6 separate regions of the Mus musculus genome follow, and regions 1, 2, 4, 5 and 6 are each linked to region 3. The links are chromatin contacts, called in public HiCAR-type and promoter capture Hi-C maps. All regions are on one chromosome and are shown on one strand. Each heading gives the region's core, a stretch centred on a gene start, on an enhancer-like site or on the middle of the called end of the contact. The rest is flanking DNA. Distances are from core to core; before and after follow the strand shown. Region 1 holds the start of Pmp22 (peripheral myelin protein 22). Region 2 holds the start of Usp43 (ubiquitin specific peptidase 43). Region 3 holds the start of Map2k4 (mitogen-activated protein kinase kinase 4). Region 4 holds the start of Tvp23b (trans-golgi network vesicle protein 23B). Region 5 holds the start of Zfp286 (zinc finger protein 286). Region 6 holds the start of Trim16 (tripartite motif-containing 16).

What was found. Promoter capture Hi-C pulls out the DNA fragments that hold promoters and counts their contacts. HiCAR-type assays count read pairs that join an accessible place to other places. Capture Hi-C pulls out chosen DNA fragments and counts their contacts.
Region 1: a contact with region 3 is called in a HiCAR-type map of astrocytes, with 4 times the contacts expected there. The contact joins the promoter of Pmp22 here to the promoter of Map2k4 in region 3. A contact is called at or near these places in 1 of 39 promoter capture datasets (the 3T3-L1 cell line) and 1 of 115 datasets of contacts at active chromatin or transcription factors (astrocytes).
Region 2: a contact with region 3 is called in a promoter capture Hi-C map of embryonic stem cells, with 8 times the contacts expected there. The contact joins the promoter of Usp43 here to the promoter of Map2k4 in region 3. A contact is called at or near these places in 2 of 39 promoter capture datasets (both in embryonic stem cells).
Region 4: a contact with region 3 is called in a promoter capture Hi-C map of liver, with 4 times the contacts expected there. The contact joins the promoter of Tvp23b here to the promoter of Map2k4 in region 3. A contact is called at or near these places in 4 of 39 promoter capture datasets (the 3T3-L1 cell line, hippocampal neurons, liver and 1 more), 2 of 115 datasets of contacts at active chromatin or transcription factors (large pre-B cells and thymic regulatory T cells) and 1 of 9 other capture datasets (liver).
Region 5: a promoter capture Hi-C map of hippocampal neurons shows a contact between it and region 3, with 4 times the contacts expected there. The contact joins the promoter of Zfp286 here to the promoter of Map2k4 in region 3. A contact is called at or near these places in 3 of 39 promoter capture datasets (cranial neural crest, hippocampal neurons and pre-B cells).
Region 6: a promoter capture Hi-C map of pre-B cells shows a contact between it and region 3, with 5 times the contacts expected there. The contact joins the promoter of Trim16 here to the promoter of Map2k4 in region 3. A contact is called at or near these places in 2 of 39 promoter capture datasets (the 3T3-L1 cell line and pre-B cells) and 1 of 115 datasets of contacts at active chromatin or transcription factors (large pre-B cells).

Annotation. Positions count from the first base shown.
Region 1 is chr11:63,128,860-63,132,706 of GRCm38.p6, forward strand. It overlaps Pmp22 (peripheral myelin protein 22), which reads left to right and starts at 2,598. Exons shown (of 5, transcript NM_008885.3): 1 at 2,598-2,795.
Region 2 is chr11:67,920,581-67,924,641 of GRCm38.p6, forward strand. Usp43 (ubiquitin specific peptidase 43) reads right to left here and starts at 1,573. Exons shown (of 15, transcript NM_173754.4): 1 at 965-1,573. The coding sequence starts at 1,468.
Region 3 is chr11:65,786,770-65,790,542 of GRCm38.p6, forward strand. Map2k4 (mitogen-activated protein kinase kinase 4) reads right to left here and starts at 1,590. Exons shown (of 11, transcript NM_009157.5): 1 at 1,367-1,590. The coding sequence starts at 1,475.
Region 4 is chr11:62,877,581-62,881,762 of GRCm38.p6, forward strand. It overlaps Tvp23b (trans-golgi network vesicle protein 23B), which reads left to right and starts at 1,875. Exons shown (of 7, transcript NM_026210.5): 1 at 1,875-2,015. The coding sequence starts at 2,004.
Region 5 is chr11:62,788,001-62,791,600 of GRCm38.p6, forward strand. Zfp286 (zinc finger protein 286) reads right to left here and starts at 1,468. Exons shown (of 6, transcript NM_138949.4): 1 at 1,376-1,468; 2 at 930-1,089; 3 at 1-44. The coding sequence starts at 984.
Region 6 is chr11:62,818,616-62,822,444 of GRCm38.p6, forward strand. It overlaps Trim16 (tripartite motif-containing 16), which reads left to right and starts at 1,638. Exons shown (of 6, transcript NM_053169.2): 1 at 1,638-2,384. The coding sequence starts at 1,890.

The DNA of each region.
Region 1 (3,847 bases), core at 1,348-3,847, 2.7 Mb before region 3:
GATACACAAGCTGGACACTGTCTCTTTAAATAGTAGAGGCTGAGAACCTCTCAGGCCACCATGACATATCCCAGCATTGGACCAGCCCCTGAATAAACTGGAAAGACGCCTAGGACAGCTTCAGTTACAGGGAGCTCCACCAGAGAACCTCTCAGGGAGCCTGGCTGGAAGCAGCAGAGCTCAGAGTCTGGTCTGCTGTGGGCATCTGCTGTCCTACGGGGAGGGCTCCCAAGCCTTTGCTCTTGACTGCAGAGACATCCAAGTGGAGGAAGGGGTTACACCATTGGTCTGGTGAGTTTGATTGGCAAATGGTATCTCTGGGTAGGGTGTGCTTTATAGAGTGGCTCAGTTTTTGTCCATTGCAACCTGCAAATGGAAGCGACTGCAATGAAGACGGAACATAGATTACTGAACCTTGGGGTTCTCAAATTCTTGCTTTAAACCTGGGTGTGTATTTGGCTGGGGAGGCAAGCAAGTGGTCCGAGAGTTTCTAGAATCTGAATGCATCCTGATTAGAAGGGAGAGAGGCGCCTAGATGGTTCTACCTAGGGCGAGGCTGCAGTGTTCACCCAGCTGGCCAGCGGGGCTGCTACATGGCCACTTCCACCTGTGGCCGGCTGGCTCTGGGTGTGGCCAAGCTTGCTCAGCATTTCCTCAGGAGCGTTTCCTCGCAAGCATTGGGAGCTGGCCAGGAAGCAAGAGGCAGCAGGGACAGAAGGGGTCACCTTTCTGGCAGCTTGTGGTGTGGCTATGACCTAAGGGACTGTTGACCGAGATACCGACTTCAAAAAAAGGGGAGGAGCCGGCTGTGGATGCAGCCACAATGTGCTCTTTTCTAGATGTATATTGGACTTCCTTTTTAGAAGTTTACTTAAGAAACAGAACAGGAAGAGAATCCAGAATTAAATGTGATACCACCGAGAATGCTTGGCTTTTAAGTAAGAGCCCAGCAATGACTTCTAGGACACATCTAACCTTTAGAAATGACCCAGGAAACTGAAGATTTACTTCCATTGCCGCAGTCACTCCCCAGCCGCATGCCTTCTCGTGCAGCCGTATAACTCTGGGCATTCTCTAATCTGTTTTAGTACCGAGGTGGACAGGCCAGCCCCTTGAAGGGCTGTGATTGTTAAGTGTAGTGTGCTCAGAATAGGGGCGTGTTAGAGGACTGGACCTGTGTTTTGTTCCAGACACAGAGCTAATGGCTCTGAGCCTGTCATTAGGATCACCACGCCCTTCGGTGTAGGCAGCGGCCGTTCTTCCCAGAGGAAAACATTGAATGCTCAATGAATGCTCACGACAGGAGCACTAGTTGATTAGGTGTGGACCGAGTGCAGAGCTCTGGCTTCAACCTCTGCCATGCATCTCCTCTCAGCCTCCTGTGTGCCAAGCACAGGTACGACACCTGGCATTGGCAGGGAACTGAATAAAAATGTCACACATACTCTTTATTTTTAATCCGATGAGAAATTTTAAAAGATCATTGTCTGAAGAATGCTTCAAGTTTATTTTTTTATGTAATGAGCAAGCATATACAATTAGCTCAAGTAGCGGCTACTGTCAAAAAACAAAATAATATGGAACTATCTGAGTCTCCCAGGGCTTTATGACTCACTGCTCTTAACAGGTAGGGAGGGTGTGGATATGCAGGTAGAGACTTTAACACACGGGCTCCTTGCTCAGTCAGCCAATACAGGTGACCTGATGGTTAGTTGGGCACATCTCCAAGAAGAGCTGGCTAGCCTCTCCCTTCTTAACTCTGGGCGGCCACACTCAAGTGCCTATGAATCAGCTAGTTTCTCTGGCTGCTCTTCCTGCACCTCAGATGGCCACTTCTCTCACCCCTACCCCCATGGCCAGGACTCCAGCCAAGGCTGGGAGCCAGGCCAGCTTGCCTCAGGCAAACTTCGCCTGGAGCTTATATGCAGTTGTAAAATCTGGTTTTGCCAAGCTTAGGAGGAGCCGGATCCTAGAGCCCCACCCCTCTGTCCGTCTGTCCGTCCATCCGTCCGTCAAGCTTGGATTTTCCTCCCCTCCCTTCTCTCTTGGATTGGGGTCCCAGCCTAGCCCTCTAGATATGTACCCCGAATCCCAGTAAACCAGCATACTTTCTAGGTACAAACAGGGATAGCGAGGATGGGTGTTTTAAAGACTAGCCCAGTTAAGACCCCAGCGCAGGTCAGGTGCGCCAAGACCTGAGGTCCTGGCTGCTAGTAGGAGAGGTGATCCAGCTACACAGTCCCCGAATGGGCACAGTTCACTTCAGTGTTCCCGAGAACCCAGCACTGCGCACTTGGGGAGTGAGGCAGGGAGGTGGGTACGAAATCTAGCAATCTTTATCCATGTGCGCTGAGGGGACAGGGGCGAAGGTGCAATGTATTGGTCAACAGGGCCCGAGTACCACAGATCTAGGGAAGGTGAGAGACGAGAAGCCCAGGGTCCTCCAGCTTTAAGTAAAAGTCGAGGTTTTGCAGAGATCTGGTTTTTCCGGGGGTGTCTTTAAGTCCAAGTAACTGTCTGGCAGTCGGCGCCCCGCCCGCCCGCCTGCCCCCTCTCCTCAGGGAGGCCCGCCCTCCCGCACACGCTGACCCTGGGACACACCCTTCTGCAGCGACGCAAATAGGGCGTAGTTCCCGTTAAAGGGGAACACCGGGAGCCTCCCACTGCCCCCTTGCTTTGCGCGCGCGCTGACCCGCAGCACAGCTGTCTTTGGGGACGCCAGCAACCCAGTGGACGCACCGGAGTTTGTGCCTGAGGCTAATCTGCTCTGAGATAGCTGTCCCTTTGAACTGAAAGTAAGTTGGTAGGGAAAGTGAAGAAGGTGGTGGTGGTGGGGGGCATAAAGCTGGGCATCATCTGGAAATGCTATGCCTAAAGCGGGGACGGGGCTCTGACCCTCCATAGGGCCGCCTTGTGACAAGAACGTGGAGACCCCTTCCTACATCCTAGCCTACCGGAGGGACACACCTAGGACTGCCTCTGCATCGTCCAGACCAGGGTGGTGGCGGTGTCTGGATAGAGGGTTGCTGGGGCGGCCTTGTGATTCTTTCCAGAGGATGTACTGTTAAAATACACGAGTCTCTGGTCCTTCGGGTTCTAGCCGCAGGCCCTATGGTGTTCTTGGTCTCTGCTACTTGAAGCCATCCAATGAAATTTGAATTTTCTGGAAATCATGGGGAAAATCTTGCTTATATCTTCAGTGCATTCCTGGCTTTTTGTCTTTGATGTGTTCCTTGGGAGGAAAATGGACGTGTCTGGGATAGAATACTTGTCAAAACTAATTTAGAAGTCTCCTTGGTCTAAGGTTCTATCCTTAACTGGTTCACTCAGCTGCAGCCAGATTTTCACGGCTGTACACATTCACTATCAGGTCACCCAAGTTTTAGCTCCCTAAAGTCTGAAGTGGAGGGGGAGGTAGGGTAGGAGATAGTATCTTCGGACCTTGGAAACACGTCTTGCCTGCTCTGACTTGCGAGAATTCTCAGACTCAATCAGCCTCTTTACGCACTGTCTCCTTCCCTCCAGTCAGCAGCAACCAAGGGATAGGGCCCCTGGCGCATCTATTCGGGATGGGGCTTTGGACAGGGGTCCGCAAGTGCGGCGGGCTCAGCCTAGCTCTCCTTGGGGCCGTCCAGGGGGTGCCTGTGGAGCTGGCGGGGCTGAAGGCTCTTCACCCCCCGGGGCGCAGGGAAGGCGCGGAACCCTGCGCGCGGGAAGCTCCGGAGCCGGGCAATCCTCCAGCCCGCCTGCTCTCCCGCTCCCCCAGCCGCCAGCATCTAGGCCGAGCCGGGGGCGGGGCGGCTGCTCTCCGCTGGCAAAAACGGGTGGAAACTTGGAGGCAAGTAAC
Region 2 (4,061 bases), core at 323-2,822, 2.1 Mb after region 3:
TCTCAGGCTGAAACTTAAGAACCATGTATGTTTGCAGAATGAACACCGACAGTCATATTCACCCTCAATAACAATCACTAGTCCGTGGGGGTGCTTCAGCTTTCTGCCCAGAGCTGCGGTTTTGCAGCAGGATGCAAACCCTATGCATCAATTATCTGGAACACTTTCATCATCCGACTGGGACTCCACATTTGTACTTTAACGCCTTCTCATGACCCCGAAGCATTCCCAGCAAGGGGACTGTAATCTTACAGATAACAAATGCCACTTCCTGCTCACATACTGTCAGGACTTAGTATGAATTAAATTAAAGGATACCATTCTACTATAGCACTCTTAACGACTCCCTCTCCCTACTTTTGAGAATACCTGACCCACGGGTTCTCAGCACCCACTGGACTTAAATAATCCAAAGCCACTGCGTCCAAGGTCATACACGATCTGAAGACCTTCACCTGCCTTCAAAACGCTTCACTTTCAGGCCTCTGCCCTTTCTACTTATTGATCACTCTACCTGGATTATTCCTAGATCCGTTCCTTCTCGGCTTTCTGTTCCTCACGCTTCTATCTCCTCCTTCCCAAAGCTTGGCCTTCAAGGACCTGCTTCCCATGCTGCATCCTTCTAGATCCTAAGCTCTAACTCACCCTGGCCGGCAAGTCCCACTCCAACAACTGCTTTTAACCACAAAACTGCTGGACACACTTAAGGCTGCCAGCTTTCTCCACCCCAGCCCAAAATACCAGGAAGAAACTAATTTCTAAAGAAAGCATTTGCAAATGATAATGTAACATGTCACCTCGAAACAAAGGCGGTAACCCAAGGCTGGGCTGGTTAAGTAGTGTCTACCGAAGACCTACCCCCTACTCCCCGCCCAAGAACCAGGCTTGGCTGATGGTTCACACGCTTTTCAAGAGCCGAAACCAGAAGGGTCGGAGGAGTCTGCGGGCGGCTGGCGCTGCCTACCTTGAACTCTGCGGAAAGTTGGGGCGTGTATTCGCGCGTCCAGAGCGCGCGCACCAGCGCCGCCAGCTGCTCGGTGACCTCGGCGCGGCCCGGCGCCGCCCGGTAGCGCCCCAGCGCTAGGAACTCGGCCAGCAGGTCGGTGTTGCTGAGACACTGCACCACCGCGTTCATGAAACAGGTGTTGCCATGGTTCTTCAAGCCCTGAGCGCCGGGCGGACGCGCCCCGTCACCCGAAGATATCTGGGGTTGGGATCCCGGAGGACGATCTGGCCCTGGACTCCCGGCAGAGGCTGGTGCCGGGCCCGGGGCGCAGGCAAAGCCCCCTTCTCCATCGCCATCGTAGGGACTGGGCTGGGCCGGGGGCCGGGGCGGCGAGTCCCCCGAGCGGGAGCGGCTGCCCAGAGCTAGCAGGAAGCGGTTAAGCAGGCGGCGAAGGGAACGGCGGCGGCGGGGCCGGGGCGCGGGCGGCCCCTCTCCCAGTGCGTTCCCCACGCCCGGATCCATGCTGGCCACGCACGGTGGTCCGGGAGCGCAGCCCCCGAGACCCCAGGCGGGCCGGCAGCTTCCCGGTCCTCACCGCCTCCCGGAGGCGCCGGGCGCCGGCTACCTGAGAGCCAGGTGTGCGGACACCGGGCGAGGGCGGAGCCAGGGGCGGGGCCGCCACGCCACGCCCCACGCGGGAATCCGGCCCTAGGGCAGCGCCCGCCGCCGGGCTCCCGCCCCCGCGGCTGGAGCTGGGAATGCACTCCCTCTGAGCCCGCCTAGTGGACTTCCCCGCCCTTCCTTCCCGCCTTGGAACAGGCCTTTCACCTCGGCTCGCCTTCCCCGCCCATCCCTAAACAGCGTAGCTAACCCGGGGATGGAACCTTCTGAAGCGCCCAGCGAAGCAAAGCCCTGGCTCTGGCTAAGTTTCTGGTCGTGGAAGCCAGATGAAGACTAAGAAAATTGACCGGCGAGCGGTGCCCCTGTTCGTGCCCAGGTGTCCCGAGAGGCGCGCGCTGGCAGCTGTGCAGGTGGGGAGCCCAGGCTCAGGTGCATGCGGTCAGGTGGCGCCACCTCCTTTGCAGCCTTTGCCTACACCGGTCACCCCAGGACCTGAACTGGGAGTGGGAATGCTAGTGGGTTGGGAGTTTGTTTTCTTTTTCTTGCTGTTTTGTTTTGTTTTTTTAAATAACACAATAGGTTACATTCATTTTCCTTAAACTTGGGAGACTTGAACGTCCTGGTTTTCATTGGTGAAGGGAGCTCAGCGAGGTTGAGGCTGTGAAAAGAGAGGAACCGGAATTCGACCCTCCCTGGGTGCACTGCAGAGTTCAGGCTCTTTACAACCCCAGTATTTGCTTGGCAGGAAGTTTTCCGGTTCTCAGGCGCGCCCCCTACTCGGTTGCTGCTTCGCTCCTCCACGCTAAAGCCTGGCTGTATCCTTACCCAATCAGAATTAGTTTGGCCTCGCCCCGCCCTTAATTCCCTGGGTAACCCTGGAGGCCTCTGCTCCTTTTATGCCTTAACTGTCAGGTTTATAATTAATCAGGCAAGGTCTTGCAAAATGAATTTCTCATCAGTTTGTAGCTCAAAAAGAGATCAGCAGCTTTCTGGAGTCAGACTTACATCAGAACCCAAAAATGTGACTTGCTATTTAATAATAAGTGCTCATCATTTATTAAGTATCCCTCCTCGATCTTCACATAGAATTGCAGCAGTTACCTGGTGCCAAAAAGTTGCATAAGTTAAGGATAAAGAAGAAACTGTAATGTGGAGACTTGAAGTGTAAAAAGCCACCATTTACCTTCCTGGGAAAGACATCCACCTAGTTGATAAATTTATAAGGTTCATTTCATGACCCGGATGTACTGAAGGTGCCGTGGTCATAGCAGACTCTGATAAATCATCTCCGGTATTTCACCTTTGAGATCATGTCAAGATCCCCAGCAGGGAGTTTTCATTTGGTAACAGTTTCGGGAGCGGCTGTTGCTTTTGTTTTGCTAGGAGGTTGTTGGTAAGAAGGAGGGAGTCCATCACACTTATGTTGCTCAGGTTTGTCTGGAACTCTCATTCTCAACCTTAGCCTCCTGAGTGCTGGAATCCTGGGTGTGTGTCTCACGACTCACAATAAATGTCTGAGCAGAAATCTATTCTTACTTGGCAAAGTCGAAAACTGGAGCTAGAGTTGGTTTATGAGCTTGCTGTAAAGGCTAATTTTTGATTGTCGATTCGATCAAATTAAGAATCACCTGATGACCCTGTCTCGAAAAACCAAAAAATCCAAAAAAAAAAAAAAAAAAAAAAAGAATCACCTGGTTGGGGGTGGGGGAACTGGAGCGATGGCTCAGCAGTTAGGTTAAACTGCTCTTCCAGAGGTCCAGAGTTCAAGTCCCAGCAACCACATGGTGGCTCACAACCATCTATAAAGGGATCTGATGCCCCCTTCTGGAGAACAGGTGAACATATGATAGTGCACTCATACATTTGCATATATATATTTCAGAGGGACTTTGGGCTATAATAGAGCAGGTAAAGGTATTGGCTACCTGACGACCTGAGTTTGATCTCTGTGAACCACAAGATGCAGAGAGAGAGCTGACTACCCCGATTGTCTTTGGGCTTTTATCTGTGTGCTATAATGGACACACACTAAGAAATTAATAAATATTTTAAAAATCAGCAAGCGATTGAAGCATACCTCTGGATGAGACTGGGAGGGTGACTCTTGAGAGGATTAATAAGTTGGTAAAGACTCAGTCTAAGTCTGAGTGGCGCCATCACGTGGCCTAGGGGCCTGGAGGGAATCAAATGGGTACGGAGAGCCCTCTGCATTCCTCTCTCCTTCCCGTCTTCAGTGACTGAGTGTGTATGCCTCACCAGGAGGGTCTCCCCTAGTGCTGGGGGCAAAGCCACCACGTTCAAAGCAGTGAGTCCGAGTAAGTCATTGCTCTTTAGATTGTTGCTGTCAGGTATGTGGACACAAGCTATACAGGAGTTAACTAATACACCTGCACAAAGACCTGGGTTCAAACCTATACCTATACCTATACCTATACCTATACCTATACCTATACCTATACCTATACCACTTCACCATTGAACTGATCATTTAAAG
Region 3 (3,773 bases), core at 340-2,839:
ATATTCATTGTTTTACTGAGTTATTTATTGTGTATTCAAGGGTAGAGGTCAGAGGACAACTTGAGAAAATCAGTTCTCTCCTGCCATGTATATCCCAGGGATTGAGCTCAAATCAGGCTCTGTCTCTACCCTTAAAATATTTAAACTTTAAGTCACCCACTGTGGACAGGGCAAAAGAGATGAGAACCCCAAATTATCTTAACAAACAGTAAAGGTGTGAGATGAAGAAAATCCATCTTGTATTTTGTATGGAGCATAGCAGGCATCCAATAACTAACTAAATTTGAATTAATTAGCTTAGGACCTGTACAGAATATATCTTCTGAATGAAATGCTCAATCTGTTTATATACTATCCCATAAATGTTTCTTATGGGAAGGGATGTAAATACAGATCGTATTTCTGCTGCCCAAATCATGGTATGCTGGCATAAACACGAAATTTTCAACATATAATCTGTTGAACTTCATTAGACACAAGGAGCGCTTTATGAAGAGTTGGTATCATACTGATACCAAAGATATCCAAACGACTCTAATAATTCAACATAAGTCGTTTGCTAAAGTTGTCAAGAGATTTCTGGGCTTGCCTGTGTCAATCCCCCCAATAAACCTAAGAAATGGACTCGGGCCTGTTATTTTCACAACACCCCCTGTCAAATCCCACACAGAGCTCCTAAGGCCTCCCGGTGAGGAAAGGCCATTACAGGGGAGCTGCCTCAGATGCCCAGACATGATCACTTTGACCTCTGCCATTCGGTTTCCTGAATCTCTCTCCCTTTCAGCCCAACTCGGTCTTCTATTTTTATCTGATTTTTCTTTTCTGCATGCGAGGATAAGACACATCTCGGGCCTGGGTCGAAACGCCTCTCCGGGGCCAATGGCTGTCTCCCCACCTTACAGGTGGCCCAGGGCCTCGCAACCCCCCGCCCCTCCCACGCAGACACCCTGCAAAGTTTTGGGGACGGGGGGACAGCGCAGTGGCCCTATTCCAGCGGCGCACCGTGAAGCGCAAGATGGCCCTGAGCCGGCCCCACTGCAGCGCGCGGGGGCGGCGGGGCCGAGGGCCGGGACGCGGCCGACCTGCGAGCCAGAGGCCCGGCCGCGCGCGTTCCCGGAGCCAGCGGGCGCCAGGTGAGCCGCGGGCGGGGGCGGCCAGGTGGGCCGGAGCGGGCAGAGCCAGAGCCGCCACAGCGTTCACCGAAACCCGGCCCGGGGCGGGGATCCCGGGGCGAGGCCGGGCCCGAGACGCGGAGCTCGGGCGGCTTCCTCAGACAGCCCCGGGGACGCAGCGGCTCCACAGGCCGCGGCTCGGCCGAGCGCCTCGCGAGGGGGCCCCGGGGTCTCTGCGCGCCCACCGTCCTTACCCTGCATGCTGCTGACCGCCGGGTGGCCAGAAGCTGGAGGTCCGATGGGCCCCGGGGTGCCGCCACCGCCCCCGGAGCCGCCGCCGCCGCTCGGGCTCGGAGCCGCCATTGTTGGAAGTGAAGAGCCGAGCGGCGCCGCGGCGGCTGCAATGCAGCAAGCTCGGCCTCTCGCTCCGCTGAGGGCGCGGCGTGCGCCGCCTTGGCCACGCCCCGGGCACGCCTCCGTCACGCCCCCGGGCACACCCCCACTAGCACTGACGCGCAGCCTGCAATACAGGTTGAGCTGCAGCGCCCAGCACTGAGGGCAGGGCCTGAAGTCCTGGATCAGGGTGACTCTCAACCTACCACTCAGGGACCCATAGTGGCTTGCAGAATCAGAAATATATGTGCATTGAGAAAAGGGAAAGACTTACAGCCCCAAAGCTTTAGAACTCCCTTCTCTGAACCTCAGAACCCAAAATCAGAACACGTAGAGTTCTACGAGATCTCAGAAGTCACGCTTCCTGTCCAGTCTCTGATCCATCACTGCAGAAGAGATGACAATAACTGTGGTCTCAACCCAGAGCTCTCTGTTCTGCTGGGGACTAACAGGAGTATTTCACTGACAAAAAAAAAAAAAAAAAAGTATCAGAACCCGAAAGAAAAAGTTCCGGTGTAGGCTTTTCAGTCCAGAATCCATGCCAAATATTTTGTTAATTTATTCTGTGTGGGAAGAAGACAGCAAACAGCAAAAGGTGAGGCTGTGATGGCCTTCAAACGCATCTCTTTTTCAAGCGCAGATCAGAAGGTGGCTTTCTTTGAAGGAAGTTATATTTTAGTTCCAGAAGAAGAATCAAAGAGCATAAAGCTGTCCGTGACGACACATGCCTTTAATCCCAGTGCTTAGGAGGCAGATCTCTCTAAGTTTTCAGTCAACCTGGTTTATGGATGGGTTCCAGAATCTTCTCTAAAAATGGTTTTAAGGATGAAAAACATCAAATAAAATACTTCTTCCAAAACAAATCGCCATTTTAGGAAACATGGGTGGACGCAAAAGAAAAAAAAAACAATATAATATAGTTGCGTTTTTATTTTTATTTTTTATTTTTAGCTTGGGCACTTTAACACCCAGGGGAAAGGCATCAAAGGTTCCATAATTTGCTAGCAATAAAACAAGAATCAGATCCTGTCACTACCAGACTCTGACCCCAGTGTGTCATGGCATTTGACTTGTCAGGAAAGTTTCCCAGCCGGCTCTAGTATCACTATGGTGTGTGAGTGTGGTGTGTGAGTGTCATTTCCACAGTTCCTTGGGGGCTGAAGCAATGCAAAGAAATAGCTTAGAGGAATTTGAATTTCCCTCTTTCCGTAAGCTTCATGAGCGTCCCAATCTCAGTCTTTGGTGTAAATAATAAATATCTCACAGTCTTAGGGAAAGTGCTTTTGTAAATCTCTCACCCCACTTCCAACAAGTTTATAGTTATTTAATAATGTATATTATATTATAATTATATGCATTATTTATATAGTATATAGTATATATTATAAAATATATATTATAAAATATGTATTATACTAGTTATATATATTACAAAATATATAATATGATATATACTTGTATAATATGTTATTATATTACATTATATTTTTTATATATTGTGCATATATATATGTATATATATATATGCACCAATCTCTTAAAGACATCACTGGAGTTTGAATGAATGCTAGAAGATGCATATATTATTGTTTCCAATATTCCCTTAGAAGGTGTATAGGTCATATAAAAGGACTTTAATCAGACTAGGGAAACATTGACCCACCATAGTTAAATGAACATGAAAGAGACAGCAAGTAACAAAGAAACCTGGGGAAAACACTCAACCCAGCAAGTTCATGAAGGTAAGGGTGTGTTCCTGGGGTGTGAACCAGCCAAGCAATTTGTCTAATGTTGGGCTTGTGATAAAGCTGGCCTGGATTTGCATCGCTGTTGGTATTGTAAACTAATAGATAAGGACTGAGAACAAGAACCTCTCATTAAGTCTACAGGTGGGCAGAAACAAGACAGGACTTGGGCTTGTTAAAGCTGATGAAGCTGTGTGCATGCCTTTTGCTTGTTCTTGTGTCCCTATTTTTCTTGTAAGTTTCTGTGTTGTGTTTATTATAGACTGAGTTGGATTCCTCAGAACTTGTTTGTTGAAGTCCTGAGCCCTGGCATTGTGACAAGGGCTGTGTTTGAAGATGGTAGGGTCTTTAAGGAGGTTGGTAAGATAGAAGAGGTCATTGGGGGACCGCTAGCCCACTCACTTGGTGTTCCTAGCGTGAGATGGTGCGTGGACACATAGGGAACGATCCACATGAGGAAACTGGAACATGGGGATCGACGAGCCAAGAAGAGAAACCACTTTGGCCACATCTTGATCTCAGA
Region 4 (4,182 bases), core at 625-3,124, 2.9 Mb before region 3:
GAGTGCCAGCATTCCACTTAGTGAGGTGTAGGCAAGGTCACTGAGCAGTTAGACTCCATTCATCACTACCAACTTAGGGCTATCGTTGCTTCCAGAAACTTTTGAACAGTAGCCATCAGGATACTATATAAAAATCTCCTGGTATTTTTGCAAAGACTAAAACTCAGTTTTGGTAAAGGATATGGGGAGATCAAAAGGCAGACTTGTATTTAGAACACTGCATGTGATCTAACGGGTCAGAACACACTCCATCAGAAGAAAAGGAAAAAAAATGAAGAAAATACGCTTCATTTTCTACAAAGGAGGCTTTACTCTCAAGTATATTGAGACTCCTATTTAAATACTCAGGGGGTGCTGTCAGGGGCAAGGTAGGTAATTTTGTAAAGAGTAGTTTACAGGCTCACTGGTGGATATGCTCACAGAAGGGCTCAGGATCTGGACAAAGAGTACAGTCCCTACATAGAGGCTCAACACCCCAGGCAGACTTTCCCCGTCATTAAGTTCCAGTTCTTGAGGGTGAGGGGAGATAGGGGCAAGGCAGGAGGACAGAGCATCTAGTCAGTTGGTACTAGGAGGCAACACCCTGTTTCAAAAGCAAGCAAAGAACCCCCCCCCCAACACACACACACCAGTCCTCCAAAAAGGAAGACAAAAATCCTAACAAGTGGGAAATTCACTTTCTTGTCAAATGCTCTATATCTTAAAATATGGTAGTGAATTCAAATTGCATTCATATAAAAAGTGAGAACCAAAAAAATTTTTTTTCCACACAACCTCACAACACAGGGTGGGCCACCAAAATCTTTGTCCAAGCAGGTTAGGACATAGGTCATTTGTCCAGCTTCACACGAAGATGCGCAATTACCTTGCCTGCTTTCTCTTTTTTGGGAACTAGGTCCATGTTTCTTCATTATTGTAACACTGGGTTTGACATAGTCCTGGCAAAGAACCAGATAAAACCCCGGGTTCTGTGAAGAGTCCCTTCAGTTAAGAAAAGGTGAGAGGGACATTGCATGAGCCTCCAACAGTCTGACATAGTTGAGCAAACAGAATATCTCTATCATTACAGTTGCAAAGATGGCTTTAAACTCTCTGAATTTGTCTCGAAAAACCAAAAAAAAAAAAAAAAAAAATCTCTGAATTTTAGGTCTAGGCATGATCATGCCATCAGCAGGTGACTTAAAACAGTAATAAAAGCAAATTTGTGCCACTTTACTAAATGCTCTGTAAAGCCATCACCGTCCTTCCCACTTTACAGCCGAGGAAGGATGTACATAGAGATTGGTTATATAATTGGTACATGGAGGGCAGAGGCGCGATACTGGCCTCTCTTCTTGTTCTGAGGTTATGCCCCTTACAGCAGTACCCTCACTGCTTACGCTAGTCTTCTTGTCTCTTTCTTACTCGGTTTTTTTTTTTTTAATTTCTTTCCAAGGACACATTTATTTCTCAATTTTCTTTAACATTTAAATCGCTTAAGAAAGACTATACTAAAATACAATACATTTACAAGGTTAAATTATAAAGCTCCGCCTCTCTCAGGGCGTCCCTGCTGGTGGTAATGACTCACAGTTTGTACTTCTTTGGTAGCAAAAAACATTTTCCATTCATAACCCAAGAAACTTCGCTTTAGAACCCATTAAGTTAGCCAGTTTATTCCCAAGCGTTTTGCTTTTCCTTAGAAGTGCAGCCCTTGCCCCTGCTCACGCTTGCCCCGCCCACCTCCACCTCAGCCCCTACAGAGTCTCTGCGTCAAGGCCCCGCCCACACACCCCGCCTCCTACCGCCCGCGTCCGTCGCGTGGACCAGCTCTTTCCGCCCCGCCCACTATGGAGCCCCGCCCCAAGGTATGGACCCGCCTATCGCCTTCCGGTCTCTGGAGTTGCGCCCTCCCACCAAGTGGCTTCCTGGTGCGCTTGTGACGTCGGCTGTAGAGCTGGATCGCGTGGCAGCTTTGCTGTCGTGGCTCTCGGAAGTGGGGGGCGGGTTGGCGCAGGGTCGTCATGTTGTCGCAGGTGAGGGATGGCGGCCGAGCGCCGGTAGCCGGTGCTTGAGTTGGGGCTGGGGGTCTTGCCCAGTCGCCCGAGGCTGTTGGGTCCGTGTGCCCGCCCACTGCCTGAGCTGTAGGAACTGCAGGTGGGTGGGTAGGAGGGCCAGCCCCGGGCAAATTGTCGCTAGAGGGTTTGTGGACTGTGAGGGATAGGGTGCACCGGCGACCCCGGAGGCACAGAGGCCTCCTGTCAGCGGGTGTGGAGCACACTCGCTGCAGGATCTCTGGGTGTGAGGTCGGGGGTAACCCGTCTTCCCATAGCCTGCCCGGATGAGGGGAATGGCCTGTAGGGCCCTGATACACAAGTTCAGGGCGATCCTGTAGGGAGAGATTGCCAGAGCCTTGGGTTCCAGTGTTACTACGCTGTACACAGATAATCACGATGGTTATCGCCTTTGTACCCGTAGAGGTCGATGTAGCCAATTGTCCTTCGGCCAGAGATTAGTACATGTAATATATTTTCTTCCTTTAAAATTTTACTGTGAAGCTGGGCGTGGTGGCGCACGCCTTTAATCCCAGCACTCGGGAGGCAGAGGCAGGTGGATTTCTGAGTTCGAGACCAGCCTGATCTACAGAGTGAGTTCCAGGACAGCCAGGGCTATACAGAGATATACAGGCTATACAGAGAACCCTGTCTCGAAAAACCAAAAAAACAAAACAAAAAAACAAAAAAAATTTTTTTTTTACTGTGAACTCCCATGTAGATTGTGTCACACGGGTTTCATTGTCAGGTTGGGATGTTCAAGGAGATGGGATCTGCAAAGGGCAGGATGGCTGGGGGTGGGGGTTGGGATGGGGAGAGGTTAGGTTGGGGAACAACATATTTTCAGATCATAATAATAAAGACATAGTGACATACCAAGTGTCTCAGGATGGGCCAACTAGAATCTGTGATAAGAAAAGTCTACTTTGTGGAAATGTGGAGTAGAAAAAATTCATTGATGGTTTCAGCTCAGCTCTGAAGGTGCATTTAGATCCGCTTCTTCCTACTCCTAGGTCTGTGACCATAAGTCCTTCCACCTGTTGGGCATTTGACATTTTTTATAGTCATTACCTTCCTTCCCCCAGGCAACCTGTGCATTAAAATTTCTCTGCAGACTTAAACATCTGTTCCCTTGTGGTTTTTGTGTTTTTTGGTTGTTTTTTTTTTTTGTTGTTGTTGTTTTTTGTCTGATAATTTTCTTTCTTATTACCTAGAAGCAGCCCCTCCCCCTGGTATTTTCATACCAACCCCCTCCCTGCATCTTTGCTAATCACCCACAGGTTCTTCTGTGGATCCTGTGTACTCCACTGTTGGGTTACAGCTGGTTTACCTTTGTTCACTGGGAAGCATTCATGAGTTGCACTGTTGGTAGCCTTCCATTGTTCCCTCCCCTTCCCCGCCCCTCACAAAATCTTGTTGGTGTTAGCTCAAAGCCATGCTTTAATTTCTTCTTTTTTTTTCACCCTTCTCCAACTGATTATAACTGTCTTGACTCAGTCTTTCAAGTGCTGGCATTACAGGCAGAAGGGGCCACAAGTGTACTCTATAATCTTAAAAAAGTAAAAACTCTCCATATAACATCTTGGATGTCTCTCCATTCATTGTCCTTAAAACCCGTGTGCATACTTGGAATTCGGTCTCATCCATTCTAGTTGGAAGTTCTCCATTCCCTGCCGCTCTGTATCCGTTGTTCTTGCCTTTTTCCATTACTTACACCCCAACCTGTTCTTAGGAGTTCACAGAAGGGTGTTAGAAACCCAGCAGTCTTTTAGGAGTCATCTTAGCAGTAGCATTCTTCAGGCGTTGGGATCCTCCTGGGAGCACTTTATCCCTCTTCCAGGATCATCGATTTGGTGTGAGAGGTTTTATATATTAATTAGAAAGAGCTACTTGAAAGAATAGGAAGAAAATGATGGAGCAAGTCCTAGAGTCACGATAGTGGTTATTCAGCCTCCGATAAGAAGAGAAAGCATTGTGAAGGAGCCAAAAGCCATTTAAGTGTATCCCCAGTAGCTTCAGTTTTCTCTGTGACTCGGGAGAGAGTAGCTGATAGTAGATGTTGGTATTGGGGGGCACCATCTGTTCCTCTTTCAGGGCTCAGGCTGGTGTTAACTGGTTATTAGATTCTCACAGGGGGCTTTCTTCAGAT
Region 5 (3,600 bases), core at 218-2,717, 3.0 Mb before region 3:
TGCACTCTTCTCGTGGGAAAGGAGAGAATCCGGGGAAGACAGAGCTAAAGGGAAGAAAGCGGTAGGGACTGGGTCTGGACCTGGCTCTCTACTCAGTATAATCTAAACCCCTCCACCACACCAAATGCACTCCCTGTTAACAAGGAATCCAAAACAAACTGCTACTTTCCGGTACTGTAAAATATGCTCAGGCACGTTGCTCCACTAGGCTTGAATTTAGTTGCTCTACTCATGACGTATCCCCTCAAACTCTCTGGTCTACAAACTAGAATAAGTAAATTTCCACTATAATCTACCTAAAGTAGACTCAGTGTTTTGTTTTGTTTTGTTTTGTTTTTTTAAAATCCCTTTAAAGCTTCCTTAAGGCGGAGATTGCTAGATCTCACCTCCAAATTCTGATTGGTTGAGTTTGAGGTGACATCTAGCAACCTGAAAAGGACCCCTGGAGGGAATTTTGGCATAGTAAGTCACCGAGGGGAGTTTAAGATACACAGGTCTCCTAGTGCTGAAGCCAGCCCCTACCTTCCGTGCCTGTGAAGCAGGTCGTGAGCGATCTGTGTTGAAACAGCACACACGTTAACTATGGATAAAGTGGGATAACGTATGGAAAAATATTTTTTTGTCAACTACAAAGTTGAATTCTTGGATCCACGATGGAAACCAGGATGGGGCAATAATTTGGAAGAACTTGTGACTACATTGTGACAATGTCCGCACTGGTGGGACCATTGTGCAGCACACTTAAGTGGAATGGGGACTGACCCATAGTAAGCCCTGCAACGTCTCAGAGCTCACCTATCCTCAAGATAGCGTTGACAAGTCGCCATCTTTTCCCAAGAACCACTTAACCCACGACAACGGTGGGTTTCCCCTTCAAAAGGAAGATTTCCACTCTCCCATGATGCACACCAACCCCTGGGCAATTCTACCTCTTTTCTGAGGCACTTCGGCCAAACCCGTCTCCATGATCACCACCTCTTCCATGCCCCTAAGGTCCTGCTCTTCTCGCGCAGTCAGCAGTCCACGGAGCCTCGAAGGACTTCTTCCCTCTTGGGCTCTGTAGAGAGTGTCGCTCAGATCACGTGGGACCTGGAAACCAGGGAAAGCATCCTGAATCTGAGTCCTCACCTGTCTGTTTCTGGCTCCTGGAGCTGTCCCCTAGGGGACTGAGTGCCTGAGAGGTAGAGGGCACAGACAACCCCTCCAGCTCCGTCCAGCTCTCCAGTATGCACCGGGGTCCTAGATGGCCCGTGGGGCGGGGAGGGAAGGGGACGAAGCTCAAGAACTACAAACTCCAGTCCTCCCTGGCAGAGAGCAACTACTGGACCACCGCCGAGGTAAAGCGAGGACCGCAGCATCCTACCAAGAAACTCACCTCCCATCCCAGGCCTGACAAAGGCTACGAACTTCTCCGCTTAGCTCTGAGTCGCGCATGCGTGACATTTTGCTGGGCAAATCCAGGAACTACAACTCCCAGAAGCACCTGCGCGCTGCCCGACCCCCTGTTTCTTGGCAGGTTGGGACCACGAGTGGCTCAGCGGCACAGCGGGATCTCTCCCTCTCGCGAGAGAAAAAGGTGCATCGTGCGTGGAATCCCGCAGTAACGGAAGGTTGGGACGTGGGAGACAAAGTCTCTCTCTCTCTGCACCTTTGTTTGCACAATTACATCTATGTAGCTTCAGCCCAAATTTCTTTACTGTTGGCATGTGTATATGGCTTTTAGCCATGGTTTGGCCTTCCCTAAAACCATCCTTTGACTTCAAACTATATGAAAGCTGTAGTTTTAGAGCAGGATCCATGTAGTACTCTCATCTATCCCAATGGACTTGTATTTCATCTATTTTGCAATCGTAAAAACGTATATGAGCAGAGCTGACAATATTGAGCCAGTTTCCACACACTTGAGCAGTAAGTTCTTTGCAAGGAAAAAAAAAGTTCATTTGTCGAAAAAGTTGGACTCTCAAGGGCCTGTGGTTAAGTTAAACCTACTTTAAAGTCACTTTTGCCAAACAGCCCCATCTCAGTGCGTGCATTTACTCTAGTGCACCATTTGCATATGCCAAAACCAGAATACACTCAACTTTTGATTCTCACCATCTAATCACCAGATCCTGTTCATTTCTCAGTTTCTACTCTGCTCTGGACCCTCTTCCACGGCTGTCATTGATCCTACACTCCCTGTCTCGTCCACCGCTTCTCCCTCTGTGACCATCATAATCTCTCCATATGAAGACATCCCATTTCCTCTACTTCCTTCATCCCCACTGGGTTCCTACTGGAGGTCCCATTGTGCTCCAGACTCATTAGATCCATTGGGAGAAAGAGACTCAGAGGGAGGCAATGGTCCTTGGTAATCTATGTCTTCTTTTCCCACTTCAGATCTGTACAGCTGCAAAACCTCCAATTCCTTTTCTCTGAAAAACTTCAAACTCTGACTTTTCCTCTAGAATCTGTCTGCTGTTCCTTTGGTCTCACTTGGGATGATTGTCAACAACTCCTTACAACTCTGTTTACTTCAGTGTAACATGAACAAGGAAAGTATTAGGGCAAAGAAGGCTGTTTGTCCTTGGCTGCTGGTACAGGTGGAAGTGGAGAAGCTTCAAATTTTTGAAGAAGCCTTCCCATGCAAATGTGCTGAGTGGGACCCTGATAAATTCACCAGCTCTCAAGACTTAGGCCCTTTTCACAGCTATTTATGTCTGGGATTTGGGGTTCAGTTTGAAAACCCACTAACTTGTCTAAGACCACTGTAGTTATCTGGGGACTGGAGGAATCTCCTGGGGTGCTACTCAAGTGATTACAGGAAAGTTTCCAAATTTGCATGCCTTTTGGCCACTCCCTCCAGAGAATATTAAATTTGGCCTTTTCTTAATTAGTAATTGATGAGGGAAGGCCTAGCCCATTGTGGATGGTCCCATCCCTGGGCTGGTGGTTCTGGGTTCTACAAGGAAACAGGCTGAGCAAGCCAATAGACATCACCCCTCCATGGCCTCTGCATAAGCTCCTGCCTCTAGGTTCCTGCCTTTTTGGAGTTCCAGTCTTGATTTCCTTTGATGATCAACAGTGATATGGAAATATAAGCCAAAATAAACAAACAAACCCTTTTCTCCCCAACTTGCTTGTTGGTCCTCATGTTTTGTCACAGCAGTAGAAACTCTAAGACAGCGGGTCACATGTGGTTTATGTAATAATGATGAATTACTTAGGCCTAGCCCTCTTCCATCTCAACATTTTTTTGCAGTCTCTTGATGTTTACTCTCTTTAAACCTTGTGTGCATGTATGTGTGTATGAGCATGTCTGAGCATGGCATGTGTGTGCATATATGTGCGTGTGTGCATAGATATGCACGTGTGTGTGTGTATCTGCGCATGCATGTGCATGTTAGGAAGCTATAGGAAATCTCTGGAAAATGTACATAATTCAAGGTAACAGGAGAACATAATATAATTGACTTAGGTGGCAACCTTAGGACTAATTAAGGTGAGTTTTGGGGGGACTATGGCAGCAGGAGAGAAGAGACAATTTCTAAAGCATGCCCTCAGTTGTGGTAAAGTTAACATAAGGGAGGAGGGGCTGGATATTAAAATCCAGGGAAATCT
Region 6 (3,829 bases), core at 388-2,887, 3.0 Mb before region 3:
ACAAGCACAGGGAAGACGGCATGAAGGACGGGAGGGCAAGCCAAGGAGTGCGGTCTCAGAAGAAGGCCACGGCATCTCCACGCGTGGGAGCTCACCCTTGCAGAGGTGTCGGGAAATTAACTCCTGTCATCAAAGTCAGTCAGTCTGTGGCACTTTGTAAGGACAGCCTGAGAAAATGAGGGCACCTCATTTAGGAACAGTTTTATTAGCTGGATGTGGGGCTAGTTTAGCAACTGTCTCTTCGTGGAGATCACAGAGTAAGATACGGGGCCTAGAAAGGCTGGAGAGAGCTGTATGTGGAAGGGGACAGTGCCTTCCCTCTTCTACCCGATGGCCCCTTCCTGTGCCCATTCTCAGCCAGCTCCTGGAATGCCCTAGAAGCGGACACTGGAGGGTCAGGGTTATAAACATCCATCAATTTCTGTGGTTTCAGAACCAGGATGCTTGCACAGGGTGGCAAACACAGAGACCATGCGTTTCGCAAAAGAGAAAAATCATATTTGAAGGCAGCTGAGCTGAGCATGGAAGGGGAGAAGCACAGTTAGATCCACTTCCTGGAGGGTGGGGTCTGGTGAGGATTTATGAGATAGGGAAGGGTGGCTGAGAGGACCATAATCGGTCCTCATGGCTCTTCGTGGGATGCATGTTCAGGACAGGTCAGTGTTAGAATGTTCTGAGGGCAGAAGTTTTGGTCTTCTGATGCCAAAAGGTCACCCACTAGTTACCTGCTCAGGTCCAGATGAGTCAATTTCAACAAAAGGCCATCAAGTTTCGGAGAAGCAAGCCAGACAACTGTTATCATCAAAGCCCACATGTTAGAGGTTTATGGCAGAGAGTGGAAGGCCAGGGCCCTGTCCACTGGGTGGCTTCTCACATGAGTGAGTTTTAAAAGTCAACCAGAAGTGGAGCTAGGAGGACGGTTCAGTGGGTAAAGTGCTTGCTAGGTGTGCATGGCCACCTGCAGCCATGCAATGGTGCTTATCTGTAACCCCAGCACTGGGGCAAGAGTCTAGAATATCCCTCTGACTTGCTGGCCTGCTGCGCTAGGTGACCTAGCGTGTTCCAGGTTCACTGTGAGGTCCTCTCTCATGAAATGAGGTGGAGAGCAATTAAGAAAGACACTAGATGTCAAACTCTGTCACACACACACACACACACACACACACACACACACGACTAAAATAAAACAAAAGTCTGATAAAAGCAAGTTATTAAAAGCAGATAAAGCTAGATTGACTATGTCTGTCTGTCTGTCTGTATGTCAGGTTTTGTGGTGGTGGTGGTAGGACCAAGCTGGTGGCTCATTTAGGATTAGCAGCTGCCCTATTATCAAAGTCCTTACATTTTGGACCCCTTTAAAAATATATGGAGTAGAGAGAAGGGGAGGGGGAGGGGAGAGAGAGGGAGGGATGGAGGAAGGAGAGAGAGAGAGAGAGAGAGATCCACCGCAAAATATGGCTTGTGGGACCGCTCAAAGCCGCAGAGGCTTACAATAGAGCTCAGGAATCTTGCCCTTTTTTCCAGTCCCACAGGCACACGTGGTCTCCGGAAGAGCCTATGGGGTGTGCGTGAATGAGTCCCGTAAGAATAGAAGTTTCAGGGCTGGGCTAGGAATGAGAATGAGAAGCCTGAGCCAAGGAACAGACACAGGAGCCAAGTGGCAAGGCAGTTCTGAGCCTTGTCACTGTGGCTGGCTACTAGCCAATCTGGAGGAGCCTCGTCCTGTCTGAGTAACTGAGCTTCCTCGGGAGGGAGGAAACAGTTAATGTCTCAGGGCAGCTGCAATCTGCTAGGCGTGGCTCTCTGGTTTGACTTGGGCTACTCAGATCCTGAGCCAAGGGACCGCGAGGAAGGACGCCTTAGTCCTTAGTCCGCAGAGCCTCCACCAGATGGCTGAATTGGATCTGATTGCCCCGGGGCCTCTGACCGGGGTCACTGCTCACCCTTTGGCCCCTCTCGGCCCAGACCCTGTGTCAGCTATCCCAGCAGAAAAAGAAGATGCGGACCCTCTCAGCAAGTCAGGTGAGGAAACCCAGGAGCAGGGTCATGACCCCGCAGAGGTCGGGGCTCCTGGTGAAGAGGATCAGATCTTGTGTGACTTCTGTCTTGGGGCCAGCAGAGTAAGGGCAGTGAAATCCTGTCTGACCTGCATGGTGAACTACTGTGAGGAGCACCTGCGGCCACACCAGGAGAACAGCAAACTGCACAGCCACCAGCTAACCGAACCCGCAAAGGACCAGGATCTACGCACCTGCCCTGCCCACCACAGCCCTTTGGTTTCCTTCTGCCACACGCACCAGCAGTGTATCTGCCAGGAATGCGGGGAGGGTGAACACAGAGGCGACAGTACTGTCTCCCTGGATGCAGCCCGCAGGAACAAAGAGGTGAGTAGTGGGGTCTGTCGCCTGGGAGGGACCAGTGGGAGGAGGTGTCCCCAGGGAGAGGTCACACATGCTGCATTTGTGGCTCTGTTGATGCCAGTTTGTTCCGAGTCAACAGAGGAGAACTTTAGCGGTAGTGCCTGGGTGTTGGTTCGCTGTAAGTATCTATAGCCGCTGGCTTTGGAAACAAAAGTGGGTCACTGTCCCCATCTCAGTGTCCCTGTTGCTGTGCGGTCTCTATTGTCTCTGCCAGGCATAGGAATTTCCTGCTGTTTCTAGTTAGAGTTTAGTAATGTGCATTTGGGTGTGTGCTGTAGAAGGTTAGCCTCAGGAGTGTGGTATTTCCCTCTGGCAGGATCTGTGAGGCATATATCAACCCATGAAAACCTTGGCAGAAGTCCAAGGGAAAAGAAGAAACCTCAGACTTCATTTCTCCTTTTCTTCCTTCCTCTCTTTCTTAACTTCTTTCTTTCTTTCTTTCTTTCTTTCTTTCTTTCTTTCTTTCTTTCTTTCTTTCTTTCTTTCTTTCTTCCTTCCTTCCTTCCTTCCTTCCTTCCTTCCTTCCTTCCTTTCTTTTTTTTTGAATCGCAAAACCACAAAAGAAGCTAACACAAAATGCTGCATTCAAGTAAAACAAAACAAAACAAAACAAAAACTGCCAAGATAACAGAATTTGAAACGCACACGGAAGTTAATGCCAAGGGCGACTTAACTTACTGGAGAATAAAGGTTCCTTACGGGATAGGCTGGCAGGAGCACCTGAGAAACACTGTGCTCGAAGTCTGAAATTTTACTTTTATCAGATAAAAAAGTCATTTCTGAAGCACTGCTTGCCTTTATCTGGAAGCCAAGATCCTGGATGAGACATTGGGGGTGGACCCCCGCAGCTTTCCCACTTTGAGTTTCTCCCACTTTGAGTTTCCCCAGTAGGAAGTAAGGTTGACTCCGCCCACACACAGGTCCTGGTTCACGCTCAAGGCAGTTCCCTCTTTGCACTGTTGGTTGGCACACCCAGAGCCTTTCTGTGGCATGTGTTCCTGGGCAGTAAAGGAAAGTGGTATCTGGGCAAGGAACTTTCCTAACCAGGGTATTTCTTTTGTTCCTGTACCAGAGGTAGACTCTCTCTAGTCCTGGATGGGTGTAGTTCTGCAGAGTTCGACACTCCAGATGCTAATGAGTCACCATTTCCGGCCCAGGAAGCCACTTGTCAACTGTTTCCAGTGTTTCTAGTATCAAGGGATGTCCTATACGGAAAGTATGGCAATCAACAAATACATCAAAGGAAAGGGACCCACCCAACTTGAAAATATTTTTTGGTGTGGATTTTCCCATCTGATATTTCAGTAATTATTAGGTGAGGGCTCTGAAGGTCTCTGTTGTACTTGTTCAAAGTTACGCAGTTGATGAGCGAGGCATGGAAGCTTCTGGAACACCATCTTATTAGAGAA